2 separate regions of the Sus scrofa genome follow, and region 1 is linked to region 2. A link is a contact called in public Hi-C data. All regions are on one chromosome and are shown on one strand. The core of a region is the stretch at or near the end of the contact, and the rest is flanking DNA. Distances in the headings are between cores, read along the strand shown.

Region 1 (2,700 bases), core at 156-2,655, 100 kb after region 2:
ACTCCTTACTTACTGGGTCCTTTGTGTCTGGCACTGTATTTGTCCCTGGGATTCTACAGAGTACAAGACCCTTGCTGCTGAAGGGCTGACATTCTAGTTGAGGAGGCTGGCAGGATATGAATAATCATGTGGGTGTGCGAATATTGCCACCCTAGGTCTAGGTGAGGTGTGATGACAGTTCCTGGGGGTGTCAGCTGTGCATGCTGCTTGGTGACATCACAGATGCCAGCGGCCTGGAACGAATATGTTTAGGGTGCCATCTGCCTAATTTTCTGCAGAATCTCTCATCTGCCTGGTGGAGGATACGGCAGGACTTTGGTGCTTCCCCTTGGCCCAGCTTCCCGGCCAGTGCCTGGATCTGGTCTGCAGCCTCCCTGCCTGGTTATCCAGCCACTCTACGAACACTTCCTTTGACACAAAACTCACTTTTCCTAGGTTTTTCTATTGCAGATTATACTCTTTGCATGGACAGCTGCAGTAGCTGTCTTGCTGGTTTCCCTGCTCCTACCCTGACCTCCACCCAGTGGCTACAAACATCTGGTTAAAACCTTAAATGTGATGATGTCACTTCTCTGCTCAGAACCTGGTAGTGGCTTTTTTTCGTGCTTAGAATAAAATCCAGCTTCCTTACAATAGTCATCAAGGCTCTGAATCCCATCACTGCTGGCTTCTTTCTCTCTGATGTCACCTCCTGCCACTTTCCTTCCTGCTTTGTATGCTCTAGCCACACTGGCCTCCTCACTGTCCCTCCAGCATCTAACCTGGACCCTGCCCCCAGGCCTGTTCCCTCTGCCTGGAACATGTCCCCATCAGATACATACACACCTCCCCTTTGCCTCCTCAGATGTCCTTTGTCACAGAGCCACCCCCCCCACCCCATCCCCTCTAAAACAGTTTCCTGTCACCCTACCCCTGCCACTCTTATCCTGCTTTGGATTTTCTCAGAGCATGGATCACTAGTTGAAATCACATCATCTATTGTATTGTTTCTTGTCTTCCCCACCGAGAATGTCAGCTCCTCCAGGGCAAGGGCCTTTCCTACTTTGCTCCCCTGTAATCCCATCACCCGGGGCAGCGCTTCGCACAAAGTATAGGCCCTGAGTCGTTGCCGAGTAAGTGTACAGAGATCCCTGCACTATTGCGCATTTACTATCTTCTCAGAGCTTCGCATCTGTCCTGGGACAGTGGACTTGGAGGAAGAAGCTGGAGGTCTCAAAGGCCACATCCTCAGGGAGTGCCCGTCGTGGCGCAGCGGAAATCAATCTGACTAGTAACCATGAGGACTCAGGTTCGATCCCTGGCCTCGCTCAGTGGGTTAAGGATCCGGCGTTGCCGTGAGCTGTGGTGTAGGTTGCAGACTCGGCTCGGATCTGGCGTTGCTGCGGTGTAGGCTGGTGGCTATAGCTCTGATTTGACCCCTAACCTGGAAACTTCCATATGTGGCGGGTGCGGCCCTAAAAAAAAGGCTGCATCATCAGAAAGTACCTATTCACTGGGCCCCTGAATATGGTGGGCACGGGGAGCACCTCATGGATGTGGAGCCCCCCACCCTCTTTTATTAAGATGAAATATTTTAGACATACCCCAATGTAGAGAGATCAGCACAACAATAATGTAACATGAAAAGCGAAGAAATGAGTCTTAATGGATACCACTGGGGCTTCTGCATGCTTTTCCTTTCTCCTCAGATTTAACTGCCGTGCTGAATTTGGTATTTATAACTTCTGCTGATATATATACATATATATATATATATTCAACATCTATAAAATATGTACAGTCAGTTCTCACGATTTATGGTAGTTAAACTCATGAATACCGAATTGACAAATACTGAGCCATTGCTCCGTTGCTCCTCGGGGACATATATGCAAACATATCTCGCATAGAGTATAATCTTAAATCCTAAAAACACCTCATTCTGGTAGATTCTATTTTATTTTACAAAAGAGAAAAATGAGGAGTTCCCTGATGGCCTAGAGATTAAGGATCCAGTGTTGTCACTGCTTGGCTCGGGTTTGATCCCTAGCCGGGAATTTCTGCATGCCACAGGCTTGGCCAGAAAAAGAAATCACCCAGAGGAGAAAAATAAGATTTGGAGACGTTAAGTGACTGGCCTGGGGCTGCCCCACTAACAGGTGCCAGAGTTAGAATTCAAAGCCAGTCCTCCTGGTCCCGGAGCCCAGGATCCTTGAACTGAACCACGCTGCCACCGGCCGCCTCCCTCCAGCAAGGCAGATGGGGCCTTGTTTGACCTTAGCTGTGAACATGCATGTCGGATGACTCAAAATTGTTATTGTTTTGCATATGTCTGCACATGACTGCAGAAGTGCCTCAAATGTTGGTTTGGGGGTTACAAATCAATTTTAGCAAATAGGTGAACTCGCAAAGACTGAAGATTGACATGGGTACGTGCATACATATACATACAGATATACACTTAGGTATATAGACAATATATATGATACATATGTATATAGTATCATATATATAATGTATATTACCTGTCCTAATTCTTAAACACTGTATAGCACTTTTTGCAGTCTTTAAAACTGTGCTAAATAGTATCACACCAGAAATAGCTTCTGCAAGAGGCTTCTTTCCATCCCCATTGTTGCTAGTGGAGCTGTGGTTTCACTGCTGCAGAGGAATAGCTAGTGTTTACTGAGCACCTACTATGCGCATGGGCAATTACGCTTT
Region 2 (2,700 bases), core at 74-2,573:
TAACCCACTGAGCGGGGCCAGGGATTGAACCCTGATCCTTGTGGATACTAGTTGGGTTCATTATCGCTGAGCTGCAACGGGAACTCCCCAAGTGTTTATTGACGGATGAATGGATAAACAAAATGTGGTATATCCATGCAACAGAACATTAATCAGCCATAATGAATTTCTGACACATACAACATGGATGAACTTTGAAAACACTATGCTAAGTATAAGCCAGACACAAAAGGACATATACTGTAAAATTCAGCTGACATGAAATATCTAGAACAGGCAAATCCATAGAGACGGAAAGTAAGTTAGGGGTTACCAAGGAATGGGGAGAAAGAAGAATGGGGAGTTATTGCTTAATAGTTAACAGGGTTTCTGCTTGCACTCATGAAAAAGTTTTGGAAACATACAGCAGTGATGGTTGCGCAACATTGTGAATGTAGTTAATGACAATGAACTGCATGCTTAAAAATAGTTAAAATGGCACACACACACACAAAATCAACTTAATCTACTTGTGTGGCACAAACTGCAACTCAGTTGCAAAAAGGAAGTACTGACATGGAAGGAGCTAACAGCTATGAAGGAAGATGGGTAGACCAGGAAGACTTCATGTAGGAGGTGGTGTTTAGGGAACTTTAAGAATCTGTTTTTCCACAAGGAGAAAAGAGAGGAAAAGTTCCTGATAAGCTGTGAGACCTACTTTCCTAAGGACTCTGGAGCCATGGTCTCAGTTATCATCTTGGCTCTGTAATTAACTGGCTCTGGGACCTTGGGAACCTTTCTGTGCCTCACTTTCTTCATCTATAAAATGATGAGAGTACTGATACTTTCTGCTAGGACTGCGTGAGAATTAAATCAGTTAATATATCGGGAGTTCCCTGGTGGTACAGCAGTCAGGACTCAGAGCTTCACTGCTACTGGTCTGCGAACTGAGATCCCACATCAAGCCGCTGCACGCTGCAGCCAACAACAAAAGCATTTTGCAACACCTGGCGCAGAGTAAATGTTATATAAGCATTAGTTATTTTTACTTTTGTCTTTTTTTGTTCTTATGAAAATAAATGTTCATTGTGGAAAAATCTAAGACAAAAATAAAAATAACATAATTACCACTCAGAGACAACCTCTACCAAACATTTATTGTATTTTCTTCCACAATTTTATGGGCATAAATATACGGAGCTTATCCACGCACCTCTTTAAACTTTCTTCTCCGCACCACCTGCACTCTTCCGACTGTCCCAGCGTTTTGGGAGCGCCAAAATAATGGAATTTGTATAAAAACAACCCCGCCCCTTGATTTCGTCACACGAAACAACGCCGCAGGTTGCCGCAGGCGCACTGCAAGCCTTCAGGAAAGCAGGCGCTGCGGGGACGGCCTCCAAACGGAAGTGACGTAAGGACACGCGCGGTGACGATGCGGAAGTCGCGGAAATTTGAGAGCCAGACAACGCGCCGGGCCGGCTTCCGGAAGTGGCTGTTTCGGCAACATGCTTGCGGAGCTGGGTTTAATCGGGACGATAGGCGAAGATGACGAGGTGCCAGTGGAGCCAGAGACGGACTCCGAAGACGAGGAGGAGGAGGTATGAGCCGATCGAGGTGGGAGGGCGGTGGCGTGCATTCGGTGTCCTTGACTGCTTCCCTTCCCTGTGATGCCTCAAGTCACTGCCCCCGAGTCCTCAGCATCTCCTGCCAAGCCGGCAGGTGTCCCTTGGTCTCACCTGAATCCCCAGATTTTCCTGTTTGCTTGCTACTAGCTCTTCCTCGCCTCTAAGCTTGTGCCCCTGCCATTCCGTGTGCCTTGTTAAACTCAGTAGCCATTCACTGAATAATCCAGACACTGTATGTCATTGGAATGAAGCTTATTAATTGTGCTGTCCAAATTTGCTACGTGCTTATTCATTTTTTGTCTGCTTGATCTATCCGTTGCTGAGCTGTGTTAAAATCTCCCATGAAAATGGTAGCTTCATCTGTTTCTTGTCACCTGTCAGTTTCTGCCTTGTATATTTCTGTTCCCTTATTGGGTACCCGCCTTTCCTTCTTTTTCTAGTGTTCTTTGTTCTTGGTCCCATAGTCATCCTGCTTTTCCCTCTTCCCAGGGGCCCATTGTGCTGGGTAGAAAGCAGAAAGCCTTGCAGAAGAATCGCAGTGCTGATTTCAACCCCGACTTTGTTTTCACTGAGAAGGAGGGGATGTATGATGGCAGCTGGGCCATGGCTGATGTCATGAGCCAGCTCAAGAAGAAGGTGAGACTTGAGTTCCCACTGTGGTGCATGGGTTAATGATCTGGCTTGTCTCTGGCGGTGCTGGTGATCCCTGCCTGGTGCAGTGGTTAATGGATCTGGCCTTGCTGCACGTGAGGCATACATACATAGGTCGCTGCCATAGCTGTAGCTCGGATTCAGTCCCTGGCCTGGGAATTTCCATATGTTGAGGGTGAAGCCATAAAAAGAAAAACAAGAAGTGATAGGCAGTTCTAGGCCATGGGCTGTTAAGGTTGGACAGTGGGTTTCAGAGTCCATTGGTTTAAGAATATTCAATATAACTCATAAATCGCTTGACTTAGGAGTTCCCATCGTGGCGCAGTGAATACAAATCCGACTAGGAACCATGAGGTTGCGGGTTCAATCCCTGGCCTTTCTCAGTGGGTTGACGACCCGGCATTGCTGTGAGCTGTGGTGTAGGTCGCAGATGCGGCTTGGA

The links. Hi-C and Micro-C count contacts between places; a contact is called where the count stands out from the background.
Region 1: a contact with region 2 is called in a Hi-C map of skeletal muscle, with 4 times the contacts expected there. The contact joins the promoter of LOC100524118 here to the promoter of STAU1 in region 2. A contact is called at or near these places in 3 of 47 Hi-C or Micro-C datasets (blood, fetal skeletal muscle and skeletal muscle).

The regions. Positions count from the first base shown.
Region 1 is chr17:51,002,882-51,005,581 of Sscrofa11.1, forward strand. LOC100524118 (somatomedin-B and thrombospondin type-1 domain-containing protein-like) reads left to right here and starts at 1,406. Exons shown (of 3, transcript XM_021077519.1): 1 at 1,406-2,700. The region is part of intron 2 of LOC106506050 (a long non-coding RNA gene); the gene reads right to left.
Region 2 is chr17:50,901,832-50,904,531 of Sscrofa11.1, forward strand. It overlaps STAU1 (double-stranded RNA-binding protein Staufen homolog 1), which reads right to left and starts at 1,324. Exons shown (of 13, transcript XR_002339895.1): 1 at 1,193-1,324. DDX27 (probable ATP-dependent RNA helicase DDX27) reads left to right here and starts at 1,416. Exons shown (of 21, transcript XM_021077494.1): 1 at 1,416-1,580; 2 at 2,097-2,243. The coding sequence starts at 1,488.